Linked DNA regions of Pan troglodytes: region 2 is linked to region 1. Evidence: chromatin contacts called from public HiChIP or PLAC-seq data. All regions are on one chromosome and are shown on one strand. Each heading gives the region's core, a stretch centred on a gene start, on an enhancer-like site or on the middle of the called end of the contact. The rest is flanking DNA. Distances are from core to core; before and after follow the strand shown.

Region 1 (7,425 bases), core at 3,092-5,591:
AAACAATTACGGTTAATCTATAACATGGGCAAGGAATATTAAGCAGCCAGAAAAACTTATATATCCAAAAATATTTAATGATAAGGGGAAACGGTTATACATTAAACAAAATCAAAGAAAACAATATATACATTACGACCAACTTTTTAAAAAAGGTATACACACACACGTTTAATTCCTACCCACAGTTTTCTGCATTTTCTAAAGTTATATAATGAAAATATATTGTTTTTAATAAAACAAAAAATTTTAAAAAGAGATGAAAAGCATCTTTTCTATAGTCTTTTTTAATGCTGTAGAATGAGGGAAACTACAAAAAGACAGAACTGATTTTTAAAACTGAAATCAATAACCAAGAAATAAATTCACTTGATACAAATTAAAAATAGGGCAATCAAAATGACTTTAAAATAAATTTGGCTGAAATATTTCAGAGAGGTCATAAGGGAATAAGAAGTATAAGAACAAAACAGAAAGTTGTGATATAAAAGCAGGCTTTACTAAAAAGTAAAACAAGAATCAGTGAAAAAGAACAGAATCAGTGAAAAAGAATCTGTGAAAACTAGGAAATGAAGACATAAGTTCAATAGAAGAGACAAACTCCAGATTATCTGGAGTCCCAAGAAGTAACTGATGACTTAGAAGACAATCTGACTCAGGATGCAGACACAAATAGAACAGAAAAATAATATGGAGGAGCAGTAAAGACTTGGATAACAGAATAAGAGAGATACAGGAAAAAAAGGTAATTAGAGATAAACATATAGCCTTGAATGCATTCATTAATTTTTTTTAAAAAAGCTAGAAAGTAAGGTAAGCATTCAATTTAAGAAACTGGAGGTGGGGAAACTGAATAAGCCTAAAAAGGCTAGATGGAAAAAAATTTAAAAATATGTATTTTGATCCCCTGGATCACTTTTATTTTCCTTTCTTTCAATACACAATACATTAAATAAAATTCAGCTATGCAGGTATCCAAAACGACACCGAGTGGAGGAAACTTAAAAGCACAATTAAAATTCACAGGAAACAAATTGCTCTCTTCATGAAATAATAATATTCCAAGAGAGTACATTTCTGTTTATCAGTGGCATCATTTTCAGTTAGTTCTCTATTTTATTCAAAAACGGCATGTGTTGATTAGCTCTATATGAAGATTTTTTTTTTTTTTTTTTTTTTTTTTGGAGACAGAGTCTCACTCTGTCACCCAGGCTGGAGTGCAGTGGCGCGATCTCCGTTCACTGCAACCTCCACCCACTGCAACCTCCGCCTCCCAGGTTCAGGCGATTCTACTGCCTCAACCTTCTGAGTAACTGGGATTACAAGCGCGCGCCACCACGCCTGGCTAATTTTTGTATTTTTAGTAGAGAAGGGGTTTCACCACGTTGGTCAGGCTGGTCTCGAACTCCTGACCTCATGATCCGCCTGCCTCGGCCTCCTGAACTGCTGGGATTACAGGCGTGAATCACCAGGCCTGGCCTACGTGAAGCCTTTTTAAAGAGCAATGTAATGTTTTACAGGTCATGTACACCAGGGGGAGCATTTGCCTTTCCTATCTAAGAAGTCTTAAGTTAAATTTAATATGACCTGTCATAGTACATTAATGTTTCAATCTCTCAAACACAAGGAAAGGTCATGAGATGGTCAACATCTTCATCATCATCATCATCATCTTTTTTAAAACTATTCCTAACTAAGAAAACGACTGTACTAAGTGAAGTTTTTAGGCTTTAAATAAGCCAGGTGCACTGAGACAAATGGAATGCAACAAAAATGATGCTAACCTGATATCTTATAAATTATTCCGTATAGTATACTTTACAAAGATATCTACCAACTCGCACTGTCTACACTATACAATAAGTATAATGTATATCTACACTGCACTATGTACTAGCGTGTTCAGATTACCTGTTAAGCAAAACAGCATTTTATTAGGTATACTTGCTTTCTAATTGTTTTAGTTTGGGCAATAATTTATAAAATTCCATGGCAGAGTTTTTCATTCCTTTCTCACATGCAGTGATGCTCACAGTACATTTTCATTCATTCAACCAAGTTCAACAAATGTTCAAGAACGTATTTTACAGTAACTATAAAAATATTTGTGTGAGGTCGGGCGCAGTGGCTCATGCCTGTAATCCCAACACTTTGGGAGGCTGAGGTGGGCGGATCACCTGAGGTCAGGAGTTCAAGACCAACATGGCGATACCTCGTCTCTACTAAAAATACAAAAATTAGCCAGGCGTGGTAGTGGACGCCTGTAATTCCAGCTACTCGGGAGGCTGAGGCAGAAGAATCGCTTGAAGCCGGGAGGCAGAGGTTGCAGTGTGCCATGATCGCAGCACTGCACTCCAACTAGGGCAACAGAGTAAGACTCCCTCTCCAAAAAAAAAAAAAAAAAAAATTATATATATATATATATATGTGTGTGTGTGTGTGTGTGTGTGTGAAATTTTACTTCTGCATAAAATTTTAAAAATTTGTGGGGTTCATTCGCAGACATAGGTTATCAAGTGGGCTTACAAACTATCTCACTTTGTAAGGCAAGGACACATCCTACATCAATGAGCACCAAAAGAAAAAAAAAAGTTTTTTAAAACTGCATTAAGTTATGGATTGGGATAAAATAAATAATCGTCGTTAATTTATGACAGTCTCCTTTTCAGAAAAATCTCAACGAATGTGGGAATAATGCAGATTGGAATTAATGACTTGACAGCGATAGCAAAGGAATGCCTTTTTTTTTTTTTTTTTTTTTTTTTTTTGAGAGGGAGTCTTGCTAGGTCGCCCAGGCTGGAGTGCAGTGGCGCAATCTCGGCTCACTGCAACCTCTGCCTCCCGGGTTCAAGCGATTCTCCTGCCTCAGCCTCCCGAGTAGCTGGGACTACAGGTGCGCGCTACCACGCCCAGCTAATTTTTGTTATTTTTAGTAGAGACGGGGTTTCACCACGTTGGCCTGGATGGTCTCCATCTCTTGACTTCGTGATCCACCCGCCTCGGCTTCCCAAAGTGCTGGGATTACAGGCATGAGCCATCGCGCCCGGCCTTTCTTGTTTGTTTGAGACGGAGTTTCGCTCTTGTTGCCCAGGCTGGAGTGCAATGGCGCAATCTCGGCTGATTGCAACCTCCGCCTTCTGGGTTCAAGTAGTTCTCCTGCCTCAGCCCCCCCAGTAGCTGGGATTACAGGCATGCGCCAACACGCCCGGCTAATTTTGTATTTTCAGTAGAGACGGGGTTTCACCATGGTGGTCAGGTTGGTCCCGAACTCCTGACCTCAGGTGATCCACCCGCCTTGCCCTCCCGAAGTGCGAGGATTACAGACGTGAGTCACCGCGCCCGGCCAGGAATGCCCTTTTTAAAGACATGCGGACTAAACGTGGAGGAGCGAAAAGCCCTTTGTTCACTTCAGTTGTCAAGCCTTTTGGGCAGAGGGTTGGGAATGGAAGGGGCAGAGGAAATTCTTTCAGAAAGTGACAAGTAATGTGTTGCCATCCTCTTCATATCTGTAGAAAAATCCCCAAATTTAAAGTATTTCAGTGAAATCAAGTAACACTTCGATCTTTATAAAACTGTCCTCAGCTCACAGCACCTGCAGCAACTTCCCCTCGGGCTCTCTACATTTCAGAGAGTTCAGCGACGTCAGCCCTTTGCAGGAAAAATGAGGTAAGGCAGCTTTAGAGAGGTAAAGCCCACGGTCTCTAGCCACGAAGTGGCAGGGCCATAACACGCTTTCCGGCCCTTTAGAGTACAGATTTCCCACTGATTCTTTGCAAACTCACTTTTCACATACTACGGGCCGATGGCAACCCCAAAACACGCGCCGACGGAAAGCGCCCCACCACGGGGCGGAGCCTCGCCCACTATCCCTTCTAGGCTCCCAGCCAGCAAACGCATTTCAGAGACGGGATTAAGCTGTCTCTGGAGAACCAGGGAGCAGCTGGGTAGGCCGCGGGGGGCGCCTGTCATCGACGTCATTTCCTTCAGCAAGAGCGCCGCAGGCAACCACTTCCACACCACTGCTCCCCTCTCCCCCGGAAGCCCTTGTTGCTAGTAGGGGGCTGTGTGGCACGCGCCCCTTTGCGTCCAGAGAATACCATAGTGCGGGGGAGCGCCAACCAGTGCCAGGACACTTACCGAGCTGAAGAGTTGACAGGGAAGTGAAATCTCAGAAAGAAAGCCTTTCTGGGTTGGCCTGGTTACGGCTCACGCTTCCTTCCACAGAAACTTCAATTCCCAGAGGCAGGGGCGGTAGTTACACGGTGGAGGCTACGGCGGTTGCGTCTTACGTCATCGAACTGCGCCCATTTCGAACCCGCAATGGAAGAAAGGGGAGGGGTTTATGCGGGGCGGGGTCTGGAGTTAGTGTTTTGGGAGTGGGAGGTAGTTACAGTGATGTCTGTTTTTTCCCGTTCAAGAATTAAGTGTGTACCTGCAGACGTGTATTCATTCATATATTCTTGTGAGTATTGGATGAAGGAATTAAGATAGTCCCACTGTTAAAAATGCAAAAACAACGAAGAAAGGCTCCTAATTTTTCTGTGTTGAAAATGAGAGAAAAACATCTCTTGCCTATATTATTTTTAATTTATTCAGAAAATTACCATATCACATGATTTTACATAACTCAAGTGGAAAATTAAATTCAAAAAGTGAGTCAGATTCACAATAAAATGCATTTAAATTTAGAATCTGTAAGGCTTTTTTATGGCTGAAGTAAAACAGCCATAGCTTTACTCTTTATTCATTCCTTGAGCTATTTTTCCTATGCTGTTTTGCAAAACACCAGATGACATTTCATTGTTTATAATACTTGACCTTATATAATCTTTTTGCTATATATAGATCATGTCAACTGAGAGAGAAATGAAATACAATCCCGTAGATTGTCGTTTTCTATTTAGTTTTTTTCTCCTCTACTTCTAATAGGTGATTATTGCAGAATTTGAAGGTAAGAATGAGGTTTGCATCTTGAATAGAAGACTGGCTTCTCATATAGAAATAATTTTGAAGTAAATTATCCTTGATGCTTGAAGATATTTGAACATGTTTAAAGGCTTCAGTGAATAGAAAATTAAATCCAGAATTTGAGATTCTCTAAAAGAGCCGAAATTTCTTTGACTTTAGTTACAAAACTAAAGTCACTCTTGCCATAAGCCCTTAAATTTTACTTGAAACACTGTGTCAGCTATAACACTGTTGTGAGTCCCTCTTCTGTTTCTTCCTCATCTCAAACCTAAAAGATTTTGTTAACTGAGCACTGGCAAAAAAGTCTGGATCCACTTCTGATCTGTTAGTAGGGCATCTTTTTTCAGCTGCCTCCATATGAGGGCAAAGAGTAGCTGAGGGAGGATTAGTAATTGGATATGTAGCCCTTCATATGTAGGTCATTAAATTCAGGCTGGCAAAGTGATGTGCCAAATCTTTCCACAGCTGTTCAGTTGCTCCTATGGGATCTGTTTTATAAATAATTATACAGTTTTTTCAGAGTTAATACCTGGCATCCTTAGATATTTTAAACAAAGTTTTAAAGCAAAAAAAAAACTTCATATTCTAATAATGAAGTCAATAAATTTTCTTTTGACATAGACATTTAACTTTGTAGTCATTTGGTGCAAAATTTAAAATGATTCTATTATTAATCCAAAGTAAGCACCAAAAGAGCACCAGCAAAAGTCAATTTAACAAAAAATTGAAACATATAGAAAGTTTAAGACGGTGAAATCATGTGAAACAATAATTTCATTGATTTGTAAAATTATGTATTTATTTATTTGACACATGTATCGAGTTCTATGCGTTTTGTCTTAGTATTGGTGATACAGAAATGACGAAATCATGCTCTCTGTGCTTAAGGAATCCTTAATCTAATAGGGGAGCCAGCAGTAAATAAATACCATACAACATGTACTTGAGATGCTTGTACTTTGAAAGAAGCAACTAAATGCTCCTTGAGGCAGAGGACATAGTTTTGGAGATTAAATAATTTTGTTTCATCTTGGAAAGTAAGTAGGAGTTGTACAGGTGTCAGAAAAGTGAAGAAGTTTAAGATATTGGGAACAGTGAAAGCAAAGACCTAAGCGTGTCATAGTTTTGCACATGACTGAAAAGCTGTGGATAGAATGAGGAAGAAGGAGGAGATAATAACCCTAAGGGCTTCTCTAACTTGGACAACTGTAGGAATGCAGTAACATTAACCGGGTCATTTAGGGAATACTGGAAGAAAAATAGGTTTTGAGGCCGGGCGTGGTGGCTCACGCCTGTAATCCCAGCACTTTGGGAGGCCTAGGCGGGCGGATCACGAGGTCAGGAGATCAAGACCATCCTGGCTAAAACGGTGAAACCCCGTCTCTGCTGAAAATACAAAAACTTAGCCGGGCGTGGTGGCAGGCGCCTGTAGTCCCAGCTACTCCGGAGGCTGAGGCAGGAGAATGGCGTGAACCCGGGAGGCGGAGCTTGCGGTGAGGCGAGATCCTGCCACTGCACTCCAGCCTGGGTGACAGAGTGATACTCCGTCTCAGAAAAAAGAAAAGAAAAAGAAAAGAAAAGAAAAATAGGTTTTGAAAAAATAGTTTTGTTTTAAAATATGTGCATTCTGGGGAGTCTGCAGGACATCTGAGTAGAAACAGATTTTAAAAAGAATGAGCACATACTTGTAGTTTAAGCTAATATAAGAGGTTGGACTCAAAGAGATACTACTCCATGGGTTACAAATGCATAGTATCTATGGGGACTGGAAGGTAGCAAATGAGAGAAGCGTCTAGAAGGAAAGTATCACAAACCTGAGAGTGCAATTCCTCTTTAATCAGGGTACAAGTTCCAGGAGAGAATATGGGCCTAATGGCACCAGATCTCATTTTTTTAAGAACAGCCATAAATATGAAATCTGGTTTTAAAGTGTTGGCAGCTATTTTGTTTGTTTTAAAATACTGAGCAGACTAAATAAAATATGTCTGTGGGCTATATTCAGACAGTTGGCAACCAGTTTGTTAAATTGGGCCCTAGTTGGTAGAATAAGAAGGAGGCTACAGACAGAACTAGAACTTTAGGACATAAAAATACAGTAATAACTATGATTATGAACCCCTCCGTAAGTTTGATTTCAAAACATTGGGCAATCATTACAAATTCCATTATTTTAAGCTTAATTCTAAGTCTTAGGATACTCTTCAGCAAGTTGGGAGTGAGGAGATGTGGAAATAGAGTAACACTTGTGAGTACTTTAATTTCAGGCTAGGAAAGCCAAAAAGAAACCCATTTTTAAACATGACTTGAAAGGTAGCTACAAGGAAGAATCGACCACTCATCTATAATCATTTCAACCTGCATTTCGACTGACTCCAAAAATACAGAAAAAAACCTTTAAAATGTATTTGTACATTTACATACTTATACATACATATTACTCGTATCCTCCCACGTAAT
Region 2 (7,425 bases), core at 1,449-3,948, 380 kb after region 1:
TTAAAAATGGGCAAAGGACTTGAACAGACATTTTCTCCAAAAATGGGATATTATAAAACTAGCCAATAAGCATATGAAAAGATGCTCAACATTACTAATCATCAGAGAAATGCAAATCAAAGCCACAATGAGATATCACCTCCCACTCAAGGACGGGTACTATCAAAACAAACAAAAACAGAAAATAGGTGTTGGCAAGGATGGTGAGAAACTGAAACCCTATGTACTGTTCATGGGAAAGTAAAATGGTGCAGGCGCTACAGAAACTGTATTGTGGTTCCTCAAAAATTAAAAATAGAATTACGGTATGATCCTACAATCCCACTTCTGGGTATCCAAAATAATTGAAAGCAGGCTCTTTGCATATCCTTGTTCATAGCAGCATTATTCATAATAGCCAAGAGGTGAAAGGAACCCAAATGTCCATAGACAGATGAATGGATTAACAAAATGTGGTGTATATATACAATGGAATATTATTCCGTTTTTTTACTGTAGTTTTTTTTTTGGTCTTTTTTTTTTGTTTTTTTGAGACGGAGTCTCGCTGTGTCGCCCAGGCTGGAGTGCAGTGTTGCCATCTCGACTCACTGTAACCTCCATCTCCCGAGTTCAAGCGATTCTCCTGCCTCAGCATCCCCTAGTAGCTGGGATTACAGGCATGCACCACCACGCCTGGCTAATTTTTTTGTATTTTTAGTAGAGATGGCGTTTCATCATGTTGGCCAGGCTGGTCTCGAACTCCTCACCTCAAATGATCCGCCCGCCTCGGCCTCCCAAAGTGCTGGGATAACAGGCGTGAGCCACCGCGCCCAGCCTAATCAGTATTTTTTTAAAGAGGAATTCTTCACGTTACAACATAAATGAAACTTGGGAACATTATGCTAAGTGAAGTAAGACAGTCACAAAAAGATACTGCATGAATCTACCTATCTGAGGTAACTAAAGTAGTTAAATTCACAGAAACACAAAGTAGAATGGTAGTTGCCAGGGTCTTAGGAGACGGGGCGGTAGGGAGCTGTCTGATTAGTACACAGTTGTGGTGTAAGATGAAAAAGTTCTGAAGAGTCCTTGCACAACAATGTCAATATACTTCACTAATGGACTGCACACTTAAAAATAGTTAAGACCGTAAATTTGGCAGGTTTTTAAACCACAACTTAAAAAATTATTAACTCTTTTCTTTCATTTTATTTTCCTGTCCTCATGGGTATAGTGTTAGAAGGCAATGTAATGGAAAGGATAGAGAGAAAAGCAAAGAGCACAGGGCTTCAACGACGTAGAGAAAAAAATTTAAGAGACAACAAAACAAGTGGCCCCATATTTTCATTAATAATTTTCTACAATTAATTGAATCTATCGATAACTTTCTTCTTAACCTGGAAATACTAATGGCAAGGCAACAGTGTAGCGGTTAAAGGCCTTTTCGAGTCTGAAAGTTCAGCTACTATTCTGAGTTTGCTACTAATTGTTGTGTGACCTTGGGTAAGATACTTTCATTCATTCGCTAATTCATTCATTAATTATCAGAAAGTCTGTTTCCACGTGGGTAAACCTGGTCAAGTGAATCCTGCACCTCTACACAGAATTGTTCTGAGGAATAAATGAAATAATCCATGCAAAATGTTAGGCACAACTATTGGCACTTTGTGCTCAATAAATGTTGGCTATTATTACTCCGAAGCCTATCGAGTAGGAAAATAAATAAGCTGAATTCAACTAAAGGAAACCCAGTACCATATTCCTCAGAGATTTGGTTCGTCGATAATCATGGTGTTATCAAATCAGATACTCTTCAGCAATCATTACTTCAGCAATGACTCTTGACCATTCTTGCCGAATGTGTGCTCTTCTCTTTTAAAGGAACTCTCTCCCAGGGAAAAGCAATGTCATCTCAGGTATTCGATGTTTGCTTTGGGAACAGTTTTCTACAGATCTCAGAAACATGGAATCTGAGATTAGCCACTAGAGTACACCATTCCTCTCACTTCGATAGGGGCCTAGGCCTTATGTGGGACTGAGAATGGGGAGGGAGGGGGCCACATAAACAACACAGATACAAATAAAGCCTCACTGTGGTAAGACGGGACCAGACAAGTCTCCTCCAGGGAGAATGAAACCCGGACATTTAGGACAGCGGAACGCGGAGCCGGCGGGCAAGCGGGTGCAGAGGAACCTCGCGCAGCATTCCCCGAGCCCCAGACCGGAGCCGGGGCTGGGGCCAGGGCGGGGGTGTGTCGGGATGCTCCCCACCGGGCCTGGGGCTGGGGCTGGCTCAGACAGGCCGGGGGCCCCGCAGGCTTCCAGGAGGGGCCGAGGTGGGGGCAGGGGCGGGCTACGCGGTGGTCTGGGGATTGGGCAGGAAGAGAAGGGACGCTGAGGTCTCACCGCGGGCCGAGGGCAGTGGGTAGAGCTTCTCGGCCTTCTGCAGGAAGCGCTGGGCCTTCTCGCGGTTGCCGGCGTTCAGGGCCTCCCGGGCGATCTCGACACATTTCTCAGCCTCATCCCTGTTCCCCTCCATAGCTTGCTCCTTCTTCCGTTTCCTCCGGCAGCGCAGCTAAGAGGGGCGGAAGCCGCCGCGGAGGAGGCGAGGCGGGACCGGCTGGGGGCGTGCGGCGGCAGCGGGGAGGAGCGCAGGGGACCGCGGCAGCGGCTGCGACGGCCCGGGCGGACGGGCGGGCCTCGCAGCTCCGCCTCCTCACGGCGGCCTCCCCGCCCCCCGCGGGCTCCTAGGGCGCGATCCGCATCCGTCCCGGCCCAGGACCAACCTCCTGGGCCGGGGCGTCCGAGCTGACTCGGTGGTCCGCGCACGGCGCCAGCAGGCTCGAAGCGGACCTGCCCGGGAGGCGGACGATAGCAGCCGGGCTGCCCATCGCGGGGAGGGGTTCTGCCCGGGACCCGATTGCCGGCATTGGAAGCGCCGTGCCCTGTGACGTCCAGGCGTGGCCCTCGCAGCTCAGGCCAGGAGGACGGGATCCGGGAAGGGGACACTCGTTTTCAGTGAAATTGCCAGGACTTGGAGGCTCCGCCTCTGGGCCCCTCAAGCGAGGGAGGATGCGGTCAGGTGAGGACCAAGGTGTCAGTCCAGTCTCAGCACTTCCGGGACACGTTAGAGCGTCGTTTGAACCTAATCTTAGGGCTTGTATGACAGCCTTATTTCAGCTACATTTTTTCTGACCCGGATGTCTGGCTATCCAAAGTACAAAGCAGTTTAATTTGTAGCTTGCAACGAGTGGTGCAGAGCGACCTTAATCCTGTGTAGCCAAAACAAGGCAGGAATCAGCCCCTCAGGGGCTGCCCTAACGAAAGCAAACTTTTGATTTCACCTTTTCCGTCCCATTTGGATAACATTACCACTTGGAAGTACCGTGTCTTGTTAGTCTTCGCGGTGGGGGTGGGGGGAATGTTTGCTATGTGCAAATTTTTTTTAAAAAAACATGACAAACTGTCAAAATGACCTGCTCAACCCAACCACAAGGTAACAATTTTTACATAATGCTGTGAGCCAAGCTGTTAATTCTGCTAACTACCATAACTCGGTACTTTCAAATAAGAAACTCTGCTTCCCTTCGATAAAATGGAGATAGTATATCCCCAATGATGTTACTGAGTACTTAACAACTTCAGACTTCAAAGCAGGGCCTGGCACGTAGCACTATTATCTTTAAAGTTTAAATTCGGAGTTCATTCTGTGGATATACAGGACATTCCTACCTATTCTCTCCCTCCCCAAGTCCACCATGCTAACAGCATACTAGTGCAGTGCTGTCACACAGCAAGCAAAGCCAATGTACAAACTGAAATGGTCACACTTAGCCTAAGAAACTGACAATCCCACTCCAGCTCCTGCCAACTTTTTAAATTAAAACTTTAGTAGCTCATTATATAACATTAAAAAAATATACTTGGGCTATCTCACTTTGTTGATCTACAGATTTGACAGTTCAGTCACAAAGAAATGTGCTTAGTTATTGCTGCTAGATGAGATACTCAAAACAAGTTCCTATTACAACCAAGCAAATTTAATACACAACTAGTTTGGGATATGACCTTTATTGAACTTATCCACCAGAGTGGAAATAATGTCTGTACAAAACCAAATGTTTGTTACTATAACTTCTGCATCACAATTAAAATCCAAACAGTTTTTTAAAAACAGTCAACTCAATCAAAACCCACTACTTCAGAATCAATAGCTTCTTTGAAGCCACAGTAACACTTAAATATGGTTAAGACTCGAATGCAGAAATTTGGTTGGTTGGAAAGCTAATTAAACTTCCAACTTGCTCAAATAGAATTACAAAAAGGCAAAATTGTGTTTTTCACAGAGATACAGTCCACTGGAATCACCAACACTGGACAGCTGTTAGAGTATTTAGAGTCCTGAGAAAACAAGGAATCCAGGCATCCTTTAGACAGTCTTCTGTTGTCCTTTCTTCCCAATCAGAGATTTGTGGATGTGTGGAATGACACCTAGGAGAGTGACAGGAATTAATTCTACTTAAGATTTTTTTAAAAATCACAGTATTTGAAACCAAGAAAGTGTACACTGTTCAACTTGAAAGGTATCTTTAAAAACGTGCAGCTCAAGTATGAAGTAAAAATTCATTGAGTTATACATATAAATCAAATTTCATGATACAACTATACTTCCATCATTGAAAATATACTTAAATTTCCTCTCCTGGAAAAACTAATTAAAAGCAGCAAAAAATTCCTTCCTCTGAAGAAATTTTTTAAAATGTTAGAAGTTAACATACCACCACCAGCAATTGTAGCCTTGATGAGAGAATCCAATTCTTCATCTCCACGAATAGCAAGTTGCAAGTGACGAGGGGTAATACGCTTTACCTTTAAGTCTTTTGATGCATTTCCTGCCAGTTCAAGTACCTAGAAGGCAGAATCTGTCAGTTGCCTTCCAACTTTCCTTTGGCCAAGATTCAGAGAACAGAATAAAACCCTCACAAACGTAGATCTACCAACTGGAATCGTTCCTCACTATCTGACTGGCAAGATATACAGGGGGCACGCAATTTTAATTCCAAGAGCAGAGAACTCAAGCTCAGTAGGATCCTTGTTGAACACCAGCTCCCTCTAGCGTTCTCTTAGGCCTCTCGCCGCGTTCAGGGCCTGGGAGTTTTCTTGCATCACTTTCCTCCTTCCCTCTTGCCGCCTCCCCGCCCCCCAAACCTTCTCCGGATTATAGGCGTTCACCCATTTACCTCTGCGGTGAGGTACTCCAGGATGGCTGCGCTGTACACAGCGGCAGTCGCACCCACACGTCCATGACTGGTCGTCCTAGATTTCAGGTGTCGATGAATACGGCCCACTGGGAACTTAAATTTTAAGCATACACAAACATAAATGCACAAAAATGAGAACTAGAGATGGGGAAATTATATGCGCGCCAAAGCAAGGGGCACGGGCGCAGCAACGCGTCCCGACATCGAAACACGTGATTCCTCCCCCCCATATTTATCGTATGGGCAGCCCAAGTCGCGACACCGCATCACCCACGCATACACAAAACGCCCATCGAGAGCGATGAATAACAAAAAAGGAAATGCAAAGAAAAACATCATGACTCCCAGACTGCACGAACAACTACTGACCTGCAAGCCGGCTCTCTGCGAGCGGGAAACCGCCTTTGTCTTGGCCTTTCCGGAGTCCTTTCCAGCCTTACCGCCAGCCTGCGGCGCGCACACGCCCGCGAGCGGAGGAGGAACGGAGAATATAGAATTACCAAGGCGGCGCGCCCATCCCCCACCGCGGCGCGTCCCGCCGCGAGCGCGTCCCCGCACCCCGCCGGGGTCTCCGGCCCGCGGCGCGCCGCAGGGGCGACCCCGCCCGTTCGCCCCCCGCCGCGCGCTCGCCACGGCCGCGCGCCTCCGCCCGCCCGCCGGCCCCCAGCGGCGCTGCGCGCGCCACCCAACCGTCGCCGCCCGCCGCGAGATCCGAGGCTGCTCCGCTAGCAGCCGACAAAACACCTCCCCCCACTCTTCTAAATCCTGTCTCCGCGCGTTCCCAACCGTCGCCACTTCACCCCCATCCCTCTGTGTAACGGGTTTTTCTCCCGCCGGCAAAAACCCGCGGAGTCATCGAGCGTCTCTGCGAAGTTTACCATTTCGAATTCCGCTGAAGCTCAAGCAAGCAAGGCAGAGAAAAGGCTAATCGGACCCACGGTGAGATCCCACCACCTACTCCTTCGTCGCACCGCGATTCAAACTGCGCTGTCTCCCGCCTTCCCTGCTCCCTTTATACTGCAGAATGTTCCCTCATCCGGGAACTCGGATTGCTCATCCCACCAATGGCTGCCACCCGCCCTCGGGACGCGTCCTTGAGACTTCAGCCAATGAGCAAGCGAAGAAAAGGGTGGAGGGGCGGGCGCTTCTAATCTCAAGCCGCGATTGGGGCGTGGGGAGCGAGGCGGGGGAAGGCGGAGGGATGGGAACGGGGGAGAAGAAGGGCACCGCGGCTGGAGGGAAGAAACAGAGCGAGCTACGCTGCGGGAGCGCAGTTACCAGCCGGCTGCGGTCACGTGCCTGGGAGGAGGAGCTGAGACCTCACGGGAGGGGCGCGCGGTAGCGTCCCGGGTCCCCTAGCAGGGCTCTGGAGACCACGTGAAGTCTCCTCGGTATGTAGCACGCCGCCCCCACCACTCCCAGCCCCATTCCCAGCGCCTCTCGGGCGGAGACCTGCGACCCGCAGCCGCTTTCCGGGGCCCGGGCACCCCTTCCCTACTCTCTCAATCCCTGGCGGCTCCTCCCGTCTGACAGGTGGCGCGAACGCGTCCAGTGAGAGGAGTCTGAGGTTTGCCCTGACGCCTTCCACAGCCTTAGTAGAGATTCCGTGTTTCTTCCGTCTAGGCGAGTCCCCAGCCACCAACAGATCACGACCCTCTGCTCCCACTTTATTTTCAGCCGGGTCTTCCACCTCTCCCTCACTACTTATGAAATCCTCCACGGAATAGTTCTGTGACAGCAAACGGTGAAGCCAAGTCACCTCACTGGTCACGAAACCCTTTTTGTCTATACTTAGGGAGCTTCTGGCGAGGCAGTATTCTTTAATCAAATCATAAACCATATTTTTTGGAGACTACACATCAATGGGTTGTACCTGTAGCCTGGTGTGTAAAGCTCATTTAGTGAAACCTCAGAGCTATTATGTGTCAACTTTTCTACAGTAAGTATTTTGCCACATGACAAATGTTCGGCAAATGTCGATGGAGTAACTCTGACATGATTTTCAGGCAGTTACAGAGGGTCCATGCAATGCAATCAGTTGCAAATGATGAGGTTAAAGTAATGGTACTGTACACACAGTACTATCCTTCCAACTAGTAGGTTATTAACACCTATGTACATCTCCAGCTGCTTGGGGACAGTAGTGTCTCAATCTCATTTGTAGTGTTTTAGTGTATTACATTTT

Evidence for each region. HiChIP or PLAC-seq counts read pairs in DNA pulled down with a chosen protein or histone mark.
Region 2: a contact with region 1 is called in an H3K4me3 HiChIP or PLAC-seq map of stem cell-derived excitatory neurons, with 10 times the contacts expected there. The contact joins the promoter of DNAJB14 here to the promoter of TRMT10A in region 1. A contact is called at or near these places in 2 of 7 Hi-C or Micro-C datasets (blood and stem cell-derived neural progenitor cells) and 1 of 1 datasets of contacts at active chromatin or transcription factors (stem cell-derived excitatory neurons).

Annotation. Positions count from the first base shown.
Region 1 is chr3:101,017,499-101,024,923 of NHGRI_mPanTro3-v2.0_pri, forward strand. It overlaps TRMT10A (tRNA methyltransferase 10A), which reads right to left and starts at 4,342. Exons shown (of 8, transcript XM_001167367.7): 1 at 4,138-4,342. It overlaps MTTP (microsomal triglyceride transfer protein), which reads left to right and starts at 4,288. Exons shown (of 18, transcript XM_001167454.6): 1 at 4,288-4,462. The coding sequence starts at 4,321.
Region 2 is chr3:101,401,491-101,408,915 of NHGRI_mPanTro3-v2.0_pri, forward strand. It overlaps DNAJB14 (DnaJ heat shock protein family (Hsp40) member B14), which reads right to left and starts at 2,699. Exons shown (of 8, transcript XM_526640.7): 1 at 2,386-2,699. The coding sequence starts at 2,518. H2AZ1 (H2A.Z variant histone 1) reads right to left here and starts at 6,768. Exons shown (of 5, transcript XM_517363.8): 1 at 6,119-6,768; 2 at 5,610-5,687; 3 at 5,220-5,333; 4 at 4,758-4,887; 5 at 4,032-4,470. The coding sequence starts at 6,121. The coding sequence ends at 4,409.